3 separate regions of the Mus musculus genome follow, and regions 2 and 3 are each linked to region 1. A link is a contact called in public HiChIP or PLAC-seq and Micro-C data. All regions are on one chromosome and are shown on one strand. The core of a region is the stretch at or near the end of the contact, and the rest is flanking DNA. Distances in the headings are between cores, read along the strand shown. Region 1 holds the start of Fnip2 (folliculin interacting protein 2). Region 2 has its middle 8.3 kb from the start of Gm23440. Region 3 has its middle 29 kb from the start of Gm52609.

Region 1 (4,846 bases), core at 593-3,092:
CCTCTTCACATACAGAGCCATGTGGCAGTGCTAGAGACCCGGACTAAGAAACCAGGAAGCAACCTCTGGATTGGGGGCCTTGAGCAGATTAGAGCTATGCCCCACCCCCTCTTTTGATTACTTATATTTGTGAAATATGTTTGCTTTTAAACGTCTAAATGTCCTCTTTTTTTGTTTGCTTGTTTTGCTTTTTAGCGCTCTCTCTCTCTCTCTGTGTGTGTGTGTGTGTGTGTGTGTGTGTGTGCATGCGCGCGCATTGTGTAACTTTGTGCCTCTGAGTGCAGTGCCCTTGGGCACCAAAAGGGGGAGGACGACTTCTGACCTGGAGTTGGACTTGGTTGTGAGCTTTCTGATCCACTTGCTGGGAAGAGATCTCCAGTCCCGTGCAAACGCAGCTTATGTTTGTAACTGCTGAGCCATGTTTCTCCATCCTTAACTTTCCTTTGATCAAGTCTAAGAAATCTTGGTGGGTCATTTGTTCACCGTCCTCAAATTTGCTGGAGTCAGAGTGGAACTCAAAAGTAACTAACTCTAGCTCTACTACCTACCATCTGAACCACGTTAGAGCTCTAGGCCGCAAAACAGATTAATAAACTGTTTTGAATGTGGTCAGACTCTTCATAACCGCAGGTTCTTTAACGTCTTGCACCACAGCACAATAAATTCTCAGGGGGTCTGAGGCGTGAAAGCACAGGCAAATGAGTCTAAGCACACACTCAGCTTCCCTAAATCAAAGAATCTATTGAGTTTTTTTTTTTTTTTTTTATGTGCCCAATGTGAACACGAACTAGGAAAGCAATCATTTGTGTGTATATGTGGGCTTAACGCACGCACATATGGGCTTAGTACATGCACAGCTTTTGTGTGACTTATGTACCAGTGGGAACCAACACACCAAAAAACCCAAAAAAACCCCAAAAAACAAAAAAAACCAAAACAAAACCCGGTGACCTGAATAAACTGTTTGTAAATTCAAAATTGAGCCTGCTGATTTACTCTGGTTCCGGCAGTTGCTTGCTGGGACCTCAAATGCAGCAGGGGCCAGAATCCCCAGCAGCAACGTCAGGCACTAAAGTTGCTTCTCCAGCTCAGGCCACGTTTTCTGCTAGGGAGTCCTGGACCCGATAAAATGAGGACCAAGTTCAAGGGCTTTTCTTTCCAAAGAACAAAAACCTCCATAGTTGTGCTCTGGAGCTCAGTAGGTCAAGTGTGTGAAGACTCGTGCACCCCGCCCAACTCTCTAGCCCCAGTAAGAGCCCGGCGAGTGATAACTCCGGGCGTACCCCTAGTGATGTCGGCGCAGGGCGGGTAAAGCTGGCCAATGGAGACGTTAGGCCTCTATGCTCCTCCCCCTCCCCCCACACGCCCCGCCCCACTCCTCCCTACGAGCCTCTCCCGGCTCCACTCTCCGCTTCCCTGGCGCTCCTCCTCCATCGCCCACTCCTCTCTCCCACTCCCTTGTATTCCTCCCAACACGTTCCACTCTTCATCGCCTGCGCTCCTCCCAGTCCCTCTTGCTCCTCCCAGTCCCTCGTGCTGCCTTCTGACGCTCCTCCTCCCTCCTCCCGGCGCTCCTCCCCCTCGCTCGTGCACCCCCCTCCCTGCCATCCTCGTGCTCCTCCCCTCCCTCATGCTCTCCCTCCTCTTCTTCCCGTGCTCCTCCCTCTCCCTCGTGCTGCCCTCTCCGCGCTCCTCCTCCCGCGGGAGCGAGCTGTCAGCCGGGCGGGCCGGCTCCGTCATATGACCGGCCGGCGGCCGCGGCGCCGCACCTTCCGTCCGCTGCAGCGGTCCCGCGCTCGCGCCCCTCCGGGCGGCCGCGCCCCCGTCGCCATGGCCCCGCCGCGGCCGCCGTGGGCTGCGCGCTGAGCCGTCGGGTCCCGGAGCGTGGCCGCCCGCCCGGGCCGCCGCGTGCACGCCATGGCCCCGACCCTGCTCCAGAAGCTCTTCAACAAAAGGGGCGGCGGCGCAGCGTCTGCCCAGGCCCGGCCGCCCAAGGAGGAGCCGGCCTTCAGGTGAGCGCGTGCGAGCGGGAGGGAGGCCTCAGGCGGGCTGCATGGAGACCGGACCCCCGCGCCACCCTGTCCCCTCCTCCTGGGCGGGACCCCGCGCCACCCTGTCCCTTCTTCCCAGATCCTCCTGGGAAAGACCCCAGTCTCTCACTCTCCTCTGTCCCGGTCCTCCCGGGTGGGACCCCACGCCTCTCTCGCCCCTCTTTCTGGGTGGGACCCAGCAGCATCCTCTTCCCTCCCTCGCCGGGTTCTCCCAGGTTGGGCTCCTCTTTCCACTTCTTTCAGGGTCTCAGAGCCGCGAACCGCCCTGTCCCTTTTCTACTGCTCCTTCTGGGTGGAACCTCAGCGCCGTCCTCCTTCCTTGCTCTCCAGGTCTCCCCAGGTGGGAGCCCTGCGCCATCCTCTGCCCTCTTTCCTCAGGTGCCCCACAAAATTTCTCCATATGCCCCCGTGTCTGAGCACGTCTGGGACCGGTGTGTACCTTCCAGGGTCTCTGGAGGGAGAGTCACCTGCGTCTCCCCTGCCCCAGAGCCTGTAAGCTGTCATTTTGCAGGCAGCTCCAACCCACTGAGTATGTGACAGTATTTTGAAGTTGGAAAGGGTGAAGCCACGAAAAAAGCAGCTTCTTTCTTGCAGTGTATGACAAGCTCGCCGGCGGATGAATAAAAGTGTGTAATTTCCTCATCAGTTAGAAGGCTGATGCCGCATGATGAGTGGAAAGGGAGGGAAATGCTTTTTATGAAACGTCTCGGGTTCTAATTTAACAAAGCAGAGGCAGATATTTAATAGTTCATCTTCGGAACACATACCTTTGGATTAGCATGTGTTAAGCTGGCTCAAGACCCACAGCTCTAAGTGGCGGCTGGTCTTGCATTTTGAGCTAAGCAATTGGCTCTCAGTAACATCCCTATACTATTCTGCTTTTGAGTGGTAAGTTTCCAAAGATGCTCTCCTGGGTCCTGTACTGTCTCTCAGCACTACTAGTTGAGAAAACATTTTATTTGCCATTTAAGTTTTCATCACTATAAAACAAAACAAAACAAAACAGAAAACTGAACACCTCACACCGATTCAGACCTTCTAGGGATACTTTATGTTCAGAATGTAAGACTTTGAATTTTTTTTAAAAACAAACAAACAAACAAACAAAGGTCTCATTAGTCCAGGCTGGCTTTAAACTCTTGACAATCTTCCTGCCTTAGCTTCTCAAGTTCTGGGAACACCAACATGAAGCATCGCATTTGAAATGAATTTTGATTAAATCTCATCTCCTTTATTGCATAAAAATTCATTCAAAACACATACAAACACATTCCTATAGTTATATAAGATTTTCTTTTATCTTGTATTTCCAGTTTTATGTAGCCCAGGCTAGCTTCGATCAATTGATGACCTGATCGTCCTGTTAGTGCTTCTCAAGTGTAAGATTACAGTAAGCACGTGCTGCCATCCCTGGCTCCAACTTGGAGAGAATGAGACATTAAACAGAATAGCAGCATTTGTGTGTGTGTGTGTGTGTGTGTGTGTGTGTGTGGTGGGAGGTTGGAAGGTAAATTGTGAGGACTGCCTGGATCATGGTCAGTGCATTTCCGTTAGGCAGACTGGACCTGATTCTGTGCCTTCTATTTGTCTGCCTACCCGTGATGCTGTCGTCTAACGTCTCTGAGTTGTAGAATTACTTTGGAGTCAGGACATGTTAATTCTTCTTGGAATCCTAGACTAGACCAAGATTCCTCAGGTGTCTTCTTTGGTGGCCCTTACCAAGGACATTACAGCCATTTGAGTGCCCGTGGAGATGCGTGGTACTTGTCACTGTTTCTTACGTTCCCTGCCTACTTGTCCACCAGCACTCTTCCCTTCCCATGGATAAGGTTAAATTCAGTGTATTTTGAGCAACAGCAACAACAACAAAAAAATGTGGCTATATTTAGGGCTCGGCCATATTAGGAAAATTGATTCCCACTTTGTGAGTACAATATTAGTACCATGTTCTGTCTTCTCATTTGGTGTTTAAGGGAGAAGAAAGTGCAGTCTTTAACTTTTTTTACTGTGCTATACATTTATTTGTATGCGTGTGGGAACACACACTCCAGTTCTACAGCATGCAGGTGGAGGTCGGGGACAACTTTCAGAACCCTGTTTGCTCCTACCTTGTGTTTACCTGGGACGCTAACTCAGGTGATCAGGCAACAGGTACTCTCTCCTGCTGAGCCACCATGATAGCCCCCATGTGCCATCTCTTGTCATTTGTTCACCTCAGATTTTTTGTTTCCCGATAGGCTTTTTGAGGTAGATGTTCCTGAAGGATGTTGAGGCTGCCTCTCTTCCCTTTTTGTCTTATGTAACCCAGGCTGACCTAGAAGTCCAGCTTTGCCTCAGTCCTCATGTGATCAGATGCTGGGGTTACAGATTCACCAACGTGCTGGGCACTTGTGTGACCTCTCTTGTTATCCGGGCTTTCCACTCCTCCTCCTCCTCCTGCAGTGCTTCCCTGTTTGTGGTTCAGAGAGCGAGAGTGGCTCCAGTCCCACACTGTTTCCAGATCTTATCTGTCAGCCGTCACCTATATATAGGGCATTGTCACAGTCAAGAGTACAACTTACACATTTCATTGATGATCCCAACGCTTGTCTTTTCAGTTTGCCTTGGTAGAAACGGAAAGGAATAAAAAGAGGCTGAATTGTCAGTCTTACCCAAGCAGTTAGGCGCAGTATATAATTGTAATACTTCTAGACTTTGATCCTGCGTCAAATCATAGTGTGTTTGACACTTGAGAAAGTTCTATTTGCCGATCTTCCAAATGCTTTTCACTTTTACTTAATTGATAAGAACCAATT
Region 2 (4,846 bases), core at 1,006-3,505, 580 kb after region 1:
AGAAAACAAATGGCCATAAATGCTATTGAAGATTTGGACAAATGGGCATATTTACAGACTGTTGGTGGGAATGTAATATAGTCAGGCCATCATAGAAGTCAATAAAGGGGGTACTTCAAGTACAAAATGACACTTATTATATGACCCAGTGTCTTAGTTAGGGTTTTACTGCTATGAATAGATACCATGACCAAGGCAAGTCTTATAAAAAACAATATTTAATTGGTGCTGGCTTACAGGTTCAGAGGTTCAGTCCATTATCATCAAGGTGGTTGCATGGCACTATCCAGGCAGGCATGGCACAGGCAGAGCTGAGAGTTCTACACCTTCATCCAAAGGCTGCTAGTGGAAGACTGACTTCCAGACAACTATGGTGAGGGTCTTAAGCCCACACCCACAATGACACACCTACCAGGTCACACCTAGTCCAACAAGGCCACACCTCCAAATGGTGCCACTTCCTGGTCCAAGAATATACAAACCATGACACCCAGCGTTAAGGGTATTCACCAGTCAAGACTGCTTGGACATGGGTTTATGCCAATAGAAAGTCTTTACTAGCCAGCCATTAACTACACTGGGTGTTTGAAATCTCAGCCTTGAACCCTTTTCAAGGTGAGCTTTTAAGGACAAAAAAACCATGTTCTGGGCTGACACACTTCAGTTAGCAAGAGCAGACAGAAGTAGAACTACAGAAGCTAAAAAGCAAGATTAGTACATTTTGAGACTTTTCCAGAATTATATGACTCTGATGGATTGTGGGGCATGTGAACCATGACATCAGACAGAAAATCTGGTGAGGTTGAATAAGCCCAAACCCAGTGAAACTCAGAATTGAGTATGACAGGCCCAGGGCCAGCTCTCCGCTAAACTATCTGTTCTGGAACATGTAACCACAACACCCCACTGAGAGGACCATGACAGTCAGTCAAGTTGGGAAAACACCTGAAGCCCTTCCTCATGCTAACAGTGCATCGATCGCTACTACCTCAAACTGGGTCGATGAGAAGTTTCTACTCCTGGATCCCAACCTAGCTCCTGTTTTATTTCATCCTGCAGAGTCCCCGGCAAATGGGACATGTTCATTACACTGTGTGGAGTTTGATTCTCTCTCTTCTCTGGGCATTACTGACCTCTAGAGATATACCAATTATTCTTTTTCTTTTAGATTTTCATCAGGTGCCACCTAATCCTATGTTGGGCCCATCCCCCCATCCCTCCATGTCGTGTATGTGTGTGTGTGTGTGTGTGTGTCCCACTTAACCATTGAGGCCTCTCTATCTATCACAAGCTATGATGGTAACGATTTGTGTGGATAGGACAGACTTGCAACTTAGTTAAAAACTATGAGGCAGGTCTCTGTCAAATTGCTTGTGTTCTGTGAGTTTTTTTTTTTTTTCTTCCTTAGTTAGGGAATTATGTTTGAAGACAGGAATTTGAAGACATTTAAGGTGGGGTTGATACATGTGAGGATAGGTAGCATTCCTGTGGTTGTGTTGATGTGCCTTGGTTTTCTTTCACTTTTTTTGGTAGGGCTGTGTAGTAGTTAATTAATTACCAAATCAACTAGTTGAAAAATGCCTAGATTAGTGAAGCACACCCTTGGGTGTGTCTGCAGTGGCAATTCCAGAGACAGTTAGATCATGGGGTTCTCAGCACTAATTAGTGAATTAATCCTTCCAAGTATTCATAACATGATGGCAATATTGGAAGGTGGTAAAAGGTAGGGGGTGGGCCTTGTTTGAGGAAGGAGTTTGCTTGGATGTGTCTTTGTCTTTCTTTTATGATCCCTGTGTCCTGGAGTCTACAGTTCCTTTCCTGCTATGCTGGAGCATCACTTTAAATCTGTGAGGCAAACTATGTTTTCCTAGTATGAGTTGTTGTCTCAGGCATCTTGGTCACACCAACACAAAGGGAACTAATACAACTGGGAAGGGACACAATACCTTGTAGCATCTAGGCCTGAAATTGTTTAATGTGCTTTGTGGAGGAAGGGTACAACTGGTACCCGCAGCAGGGATGAAAATCAAGGGTTTGGGATTGAAAGCGGCTTCATTTTCATCTTGACTAATCACAACACAATTGGGTTGAGATCTCAGTGCTGTAGCTGCAAACATTTCTATGGCAACCGAAGTTGATTAGATTGTGGGAAGCTATTTCTGAGTAGTTTTGCCTCAGTGCATACCTATGTAACTGGAGACAATTGCACCCACAGTTGTCCTCCCATCCCCCCAACTTTGGTCTTCACTTGCAGCTCCATTCAATGTCAAGCATTTGTGTTATAAATAGCTGTTCCATTTTCCTGTGACTCCACCCAGGTCAGTCTGGCTGCTTTCCTTGTTTCCAAGGAGGGAATTCATATTTGAGTTTTGTGAACAAGTCTTTGTATTATTTCCTTTCCCCTCTGAGGACCCACACCCTATTTCCTCTGCAGGGTGGCTGGGTAGTTAGCATGCACGGTTCCCAAGTCTGCTGAGCAGAACAAATGACAACAATTGCATCCAACCACAGGGGCAGGAAATCTGAAAGGGCAGGTACCAGAGCAAACACTTCAAGTGGAAAATGCCATGCTTGAGGGATGTAGTCCCCACAAATCATTAAAGAAGTTTGAGAGACATTGCTGGAGGGATCGATGTGTAGCTTCAAGTGAAAGGGATGCAGAAAAAGGGAGGGACCATAAAGGTGAGTCAGGCAAGCATAGACTAGCCTAGCAACTGGGACTCCCTTTGGTTTGGGCTTCACACACTAACTTGGGCTTCTAACTGTTCTTGGCAGACTAGACACAAACTCTTCTTGTGCAGCTAGCAACCTAGGACCCCACCATTTGCATCAAGGTACACACACCTTACTCTGAACAACAAAATAAGCTCCCCCCCCCCAACTGACCATTAAGCATTGACATTTCCTATCCAGTTCAAGTCCAATTATATATATCTGGGTTCAAGGGTACCGAGGGAGTGCCGATTTCAATCTGAGCAGAATTTGGGGTGCAGATGTTGACCAAGTGCCTCCAAGATCAAGAAAGGGGTGTCTATTGGGTCAGCCAATCTAGCTTTTAGCAAATAAAGGAGAGGCTACAGGAGAGACATGAGGTCTAACAGGGGCAACGGTTTCCACATTCCTTAGACCCTCACTTGCTCGTATAAAGGGTTGTAGCCATCCTTTTTCTCTGGCGGACTCTTCAACCTCCTGCGACAGTCTTACTCTACCTATGTGAGCCAATAAACACATTCTGGTCTGTTGAAGGTCAGGCTCCTGTCTCTTTCCTGCGCCTCCTGTGCCTTGTAAGTTGCCTCAGAAATAGAACAGGTACAAGAAAGTAAAGTGTCCTGTGAGTGAAATGTAAAGAAAATCCCCTATTTTCACTGTTAGATTATTTAAGAAAGCTGTAGAGAAATGGGAGGTGCAGAGAGAGGCTTGGTCTGACTTTAGGTAGGATCGTGTTTATTCACAGCAGGGCAGTAATCTTTTTTTTTTTTTTTTTTTTTTGGTTTTTCGAGACAGGGTTTCTCTGTGTAGCCCTGGCTGTCCTGGAATTCACTCTGTAGACCAGGCTGGCCTCAAACTCAGAAATCCGCTTTCCTCTGCCTATTAAGTGATGGGATTAAAGGCGTGCGCCACCACTGCCCAGCACAAGGCAGTATTTTGTCAAGCACATTGCAGATGGCTAAAATGCCTATGGAAGATGGGATGAAGCCCCTTGTGGTTACAGAAGGGACTTACGTAGTCAGCAAGTGAAGCTGGGAAGTGTAGTCTGTCAGCCAGAAACTATCCTTCCTCATTCTGAGAGGTTGCTGAGGAGGGTCTTTGTTGGAGGAGGTAGTTCAGAATACACCGAGGAAGGCCTCCTCTGGTCATGAAGAGTAGAAGGGAGTGATCTGCTGAGCTGAACCGGTACATGCCCTCCTGTATTCCTAAAGAGACTTGGAAAACAAATATAAGAGGCTGAAAGCAGGAAACCGATGATCCGATTACAGGGTAAGATGGATTTTTTGGGAAGGAAGGTTGAGAGATAAGAGCAGATGTGGGAGAGATGGAGTGGCCCAGTGGGAGAAAGTGGGCATAAAATTGATTCTGGACTTGTCCCATTGCCAAAGTCAGCAGAAGTAGCGGGGGCGACACACCATTCAAGGGAAGGATCAAGAGTAAACTCTTTACCAATGTAAAGAGTTGCATCTGGCCTGGGCTGAAAGAGATGGAGTCCCCTTTCAGCCAGTGTTTCTCCAGAGCATCTAAAAGGTCTGTTTGCAAATTTAACAGGAACAAACGGAGCTGTTGGAGGATAAGTGTGTGTGGAACAACAAAGATGAGGAGAAAAGAGTGATCGAGGGGAGGAGTCATAGTGGGAGGGAACCAGAAGAATTTGTGGTCTGTCCCATTTCAAACAAATTGGCATATTTTTGGTGTGGAAGGAGCATTGTTTGGGGTGGTGGGGCATGCATCCCATCCCTAACAGAAGTCATATCTAGTCCTCTTTGTACTGCAGCAGTCAATGAGCCAAGCTGGTCCTGATGGATGTTAAGCTGCTCTGAGCTGGTGAGACAGAGAGGTTAATGGATATAAAGAAGGCTTCTGTCCTGCTGTTTTAGTTTTGAGTCCCCAAAAGAATGTCCAGAGTGTCAAGAAAAGAGATGAGTTGGGTGGCTCATGGTCCATTAGTGTCCTTTTAGAGGCCACCTGAACCCCTTCAAGGGGTTTGGGGCATTGATCTCTCTAACAGCATCCTGGCTGACAACGGGTTTGGTAAGGGAGCAGCAGTTAGAGAGAGGGTCCATCCGAGTGGCTGTGATAGAACGCAACAGCTGGCAAAGACCCAGAACATAAACTAGGATGTAATAACTGTACA
Region 3 (4,846 bases), core at 708-3,207, 540 kb after region 1:
ATTTTTATGTTTAAATAACAGTTTTTATGAACCCCAAATTGCACAGAATTATGGATATTCCAGTCTATGGCCACCCCATGTAGTTAGACAGCGATGGCAGGAACCCAATTAGACCAGTTCCAGGGATTGCTCTTAATCGGTGGTTAAAGAGCAAGCATGAACTGCTGAGTCCAGAAAGATCACACAAATACGCATCCTTGAAATTGCCTTGACTCTCAGCAGGGAACAGGAAAGACCTGCTTAATTAATTAGTTAATCAATCAATTAATTAATTTCGCAGTGCTGGAGATTTAGGCAGCCCATCAAGTGCTAGGCAAGTGCTCTACCACTAAGCCCCACTTCCCAATCCCCCAGGGAACATTTTGTATGTCAAACCCACTTAGCTAAAAAGCAGGTGCCTATATAAACTCTTCTATATAGGAGTCACACATGATTGAAGCAGAGTGTAGAAACTAACACAGCACCTGAATGTTCCAGAAGGCAATGTTCAAAGGGGCAAGCTTCAGTACCGGCTCCTCTTGCCCCCTTCTGCCACCCTCTAACTTCAGAAATTTTTGATTTTCTTTACAAAGGTACCTTTCTGACTTGTCTTAATTTGACAAGTTAGCTTTTCCAGTCTCCAGGGTTGAGGAGCGCGAAGGGCTAACAACTTACCTAGACTCCAAATCCACCCATCACAGACGTCATCAGAAAGGAAAATGGCTGGAGGAAGAAAACCAGATGCCTTGGGGAGATGGGCGGTGGTGTTTGCATTTGCCACGAAGGTCTTGAGTAGCTATAAGGAAGGAACAATTAGCAGCATGATAACATTGAAGAAGAGTTTCCGTGAATTAAAAATGAGATCTATGGGGCTGAGTGTATCATTAAGCACTAGGATACAATCTGCTCACTACATGTAAGGTCCTGGTTCAATCACTGGTACCCCTACCCGAAAGAGATCCCCTTCACATTCCCTCCTTAAATGCAAGTAAAGACACATATGCCTGTGTCTGCCTTCCACTGGGGTGCCGAGCACTGCCCACTGGCCCATCGGCAAGCCACTCAGGGGAGGCGGAACACAGTCCAAAGTAGGGGCCCTCAGTCTGTATTTTCTTGGGTGGGAACAGTGGGGTCTGGGAAAGTTGCTGTGGTTCCCGGTCTCCTGTGTACTCAGGCACTGCGGGGGTTAGACTGGGAACTAGATTCCGGGGATCTGAGTCTCCCCTCAGGGCATTTATGAACCAGGCTGGAAGGGGAAGGCAGAGCCCAGAAACTGGGAGGAACCCAGTTTGGTTCAGGGTGAGTGCGGAACGTATGCAGGGTCTGGGAGAGAGAAAGCCTTCTTGGGAGATAAAGGTGCTGCTCTTTACCACAACGGCCTCCCCCCACGGTGATCCTTGATGGACGCGGTGGTCCTTGCTCGTCCAAATTGTCTTCTTTGATAGCAAATGTTAATGAGCACATCTTACTTAAGGTTACCGGGGTTTAAATACCTTTGTGGGAAGGGATGCCCAGGAAGGGAAGCTCATAGGCTGAACACTCAGGGCCTATCTGGATACCTAATTAGCATGGAGAACTCTAGGTTTTATGCTAAGTGACCAGTTGTCATGATCCTCTCAATGGAGTGTCATGGTTACATGTTCCAGAGCAGGTAGTCTGGCAGAGAGCTGGCTCCACTCCTGCCATTTTCAATTCTGAGGTTCCTCAGCCAAATTGATTTTTTTCCAAATAAAATAAAGACGAAAACCAGGCAAAGAATAGGTATGTAATCTCGGGCAAAGAGCGAACACTCTGCTGAGAAATTGAAGTTGAAAATCCCCAGAACCAGCCTGTGGAAATAACTTGAGAAGACACAGAAGAAAAGGTTCATCAGCCGCCTTTTATCATCTAGCCTGGAGTTTGCAGAACAACCGCCTCTGTTAGATAAGCAGCTCTTTGTGCTTCGCTGGGAAGGAGAGAAGCGCCCCAACGCCACACGCCACACGCCACACTTTCATCGTTGTCTTTTATCTTCTGACAGTCCAGACCCTTGTTATCTCTTCCACTTCCTCCAGTTAAACAGATTTAGACAGACTTTTCAGACAGGGCCAAGCCTTTTGTGTTGTGGTTTTCTTAACCCCGCCCCCCAGAGTACCCAAGTCATTTTAATAAACAGTTCTTTTAAAATCCAGTCCTAGGCTTGAGAAAAGATCATCCCTCTATTTCCATGGTATCTGAAAACCCCAAAAGAACCAATTAGCGTTGTGTAGCTCAAGGATAAAGGGGAGGATCTAGCTTTAAGAAATAGAAATATTGGCCTTCTGAAACTAATAGCTGTTATACATTCTACATGGAGTATATAGCCTGGGGTCTGAGAGCAGAGCAGATGTGTTGGTTTTGTTTGACCCCCACGCACATCTGCTGATTTTTACCTTACTTGGCGCTCACTCTTGGTTCCAGGAGTACAGCACATCCAAGTGGTACCATCCCTGCCCAGTGGGTGAAGAAGAAGCCTCCTTGTGATCTTGTTGGAACTTCAGGGGAGGAGATATTTTTATCTTCTGCTAAGGCTTCCAAATCCATTGATACATTAGAATACCAGATTTTTCTAGTAGCTTCCAGCTCAGAACAGAAAATCCAACATAGAAGGCAGGGCAAGCCAAGGGACTGGAGCTGGTAAGGAACCCCTGAGGATGCAACTGAGTGTTTGCCTCCATCTATCTCTGAACCTGCCCAGGGCCTGTGAGCTTCAGTTCTGTAAGCAATAATTTTAAAACATCTAAGCCAGTTAAGACAGGTTACTCTGACAACCCAGAGAGTTCTGATTAGTACAAGATGGTTTCTGAGAATTTGATTAACTGGCCATAGCTAGGACCGTGTCACTGTTAGAAGGCAAATGGAATTGAAGGAGCCAGGGCAAAGTACAGAGTTTCAAAACAGCAATTAAACAGGATGCCAAACTAAAATGCTCATCTTGTCATATTGTGCTGTTCATGTATATAAAACAAAATTTCAAAAGAGTATAGACTGGTTCAATTATTCAAAATGAGTTAAAGCCATGTGTACTAAGCTGTAATAGAAACTCCATCCTCCCTGCCCAGTTCTCCACCCCAAGGTATTGGTTTCTTTATTCCCAGGACTCAAAATTGTAACTTCATATGGCAAGTGACCCTGATGAACATGATTCAGTTAATGGCCTTGAGGTGCAGAGGTTGTACTCATTGTCTTTTGGATCCCAAGTGTGGTCCTGATGGTATTTATAAAACGGAGATAAGAAGGTCAAAGAAGGAAGAGGCTGAGATATGGATAGAAACATTTTGAAATGACGTGGCCATAGGTGGGAAGGTCAAGGAGCAAGCCCTTTCACTACTGTCTGGAAAGAACAAGTCACGTTATAAATACCACTTTATTGGAGGACAGAGAGATGGCTCTGCAATTAGAAGCACCTGTTGCTCTTGTAGAAGACCTGGGTTTGATTCTCAGCACCTTCATGGTGGTTCACAACCACCTATAACCCCAGTTCAAGGTATCTGATACCCTATTTAGACCTTGGAGGGTAACAAGCACATACAAGGTACATGTACATACATGAAGGCAAAACACTCCACATTAAATAAAATCAATAAATCCAATTGAAATAAAGACTGCCTTGCTGTTTTCACCTCCAGAACTGCTGGAATGAATTTGTGCTGTCAGTAGATTGGTGATATTTTGCTACTGCTGCAATAGGAAATGAATACACCACAATAAATTAAAAAGTAGTAATGAAATACCGAAGCATATTTTTCTTCTTGAAGTTCTAGTATATGGAAGGAGCAAAACCATGGGCTAGTATGTCTGGGCCTTGAGTCTGATTTAGTTAAAGGAAGATTTCTAACTAGAGATACCTCTGGGGAGAGCTTAGTGATTTGGGGTACTTAAAAGGGTCACTGAGTTCTAAGGATGTCATGGCATTCATGACCGGAGTACCCAGTTTCCAAGAAAGATTAACAGGCAAGCACAGGAAGTCAAGCAGATGGACTCCCCAGGCATCTTGGTGTGTTGATGGACAAGAAGCTAAATTTCCCTCTGGAGTCATGGGTCAGACAGAAGGAACACTACTTCCTGTCAATTGAAACATCTTTTTATAGATGGGAAAAGTCAACTGTGGAGTTCTGGAGAAAGAGTTCTTCCGTTGTTTACTTTGGCTTTCAGGAACGTTCTTGGACTTCAGCTGCCATTTTGACCCCAGGGAAAACAGACTAAAGGGAAAGTGAAGATGTCCTGGGTGGACCCTGAGTTGAGTCACATGATCTGTCCCAGCATTTGAGAGATGTTCAATGGAGGCACAAGAAGAATGGGGGATGGGGGAGCATCTGGGGCCTACACTTCACTGAGGTTCGGCTGTACCTTTTTGAGGTCTGGGCATTCTTCTGAAACCTTTCCACAAGGGAGGGAGAAGACACTCTCAGCTCAGCTTACCTTACAGGCTGAATTCTATCTTGGCTACTTGACATTATGTTAAAGTAACCTGAACTGAACCGTGCAGCTCAGAACACAGACAGGACTTCTGTTAGCCACAAGTGGGAAGGTCTCTCTTGAATCCAAGCACTTCTGGAGAGATGATGATGGCGTGGCTGGTAGGAAATTAGCCTCTGCTCAAAATTCTTGGGTTAATTTGGACAAAATTCTCATTTTTAAGCCCTCATGCTGTGAGCCACCAGGGCACATGCTAACCCTCAGGGGAGCTGCTGAGGTGGCCTGTTATTTCCTCATGGAGTAAACAATGGGGGTGGGGTGCGGGAATATGATTTTAACTTTCTAGCATCACTGCAGGCTTCCCTTCCTCTGATTTAGAAGTCTTCAAGGGAGCAGGGTGATAAGATGGCAGTAAATGTAGGACTGAGCG

Evidence for each region. Hi-C and Micro-C count contacts between places; a contact is called where the count stands out from the background. HiChIP or PLAC-seq counts read pairs in DNA pulled down with a chosen protein or histone mark.
Region 2: a contact with region 1 is called in a FOXA1 HiChIP or PLAC-seq map of pancreatic cancer cells. The contact joins the enhancer-like site here to the promoter of Fnip2 in region 1. A contact is called at or near these places in 8 of 39 promoter capture datasets (the C10 cell line, cranial neural crest, embryonic stem cells and 5 more), 3 of 115 datasets of contacts at active chromatin or transcription factors (embryonic basal ganglia, embryonic forebrain and pancreatic cancer cells) and 1 of 9 other capture datasets (embryonic stem cells).
Region 3: a Micro-C map of the G1E-ER4 cell line shows a contact between it and region 1, with 3 times the contacts expected there. The contact joins the enhancer-like site here to the promoter of Fnip2 in region 1. A contact is called at or near these places in 4 of 39 promoter capture datasets (the HPC-7 cell line, cranial neural crest, embryonic stem cells and 1 more), 3 of 484 Hi-C or Micro-C datasets (all in the G1E-ER4 cell line) and 1 of 115 datasets of contacts at active chromatin or transcription factors (stem cell-derived neural progenitor cells).

The regions. Positions count from the first base shown.
Region 1 is chr3:79,564,675-79,569,520 of GRCm38.p6, reverse strand. It overlaps Fnip2 (folliculin interacting protein 2), which reads left to right and starts at 1,842. Exons shown (of 17, transcript NM_001162999.2): 1 at 1,842-2,012. The coding sequence starts at 1,918. It overlaps 4930589L23Rik (RIKEN cDNA 4930589L23 gene), which reads right to left and starts at 1,329. Exons shown (of 2, transcript NR_152118.1): 1 at 323-1,329.
Region 2 is chr3:78,985,775-78,990,620 of GRCm38.p6, reverse strand. No RefSeq gene overlaps it. Among named protein-coding and RNA genes, the nearest start is that of Gm23440, 8.3 kb to the right of the region's middle. Within about 2 kb of position 2,255, at least 13 of the 459 cell types and tissues checked have an H3K27ac peak or open chromatin away from gene starts, as enhancers often do. A contact at or near this core is called in pancreatic cancer cells, where this site is marked.
Region 3 is chr3:79,025,427-79,030,272 of GRCm38.p6, reverse strand. No RefSeq gene overlaps it. Among named protein-coding and RNA genes, the nearest start is that of Gm52609, 29 kb to the left of the region's middle. Within about 2 kb of position 1,957, at least 24 of the 459 cell types and tissues checked have an H3K27ac peak or open chromatin away from gene starts, as enhancers often do. A contact at or near this core is called in the G1E-ER4 cell line and the HPC-7 cell line, where this site is marked.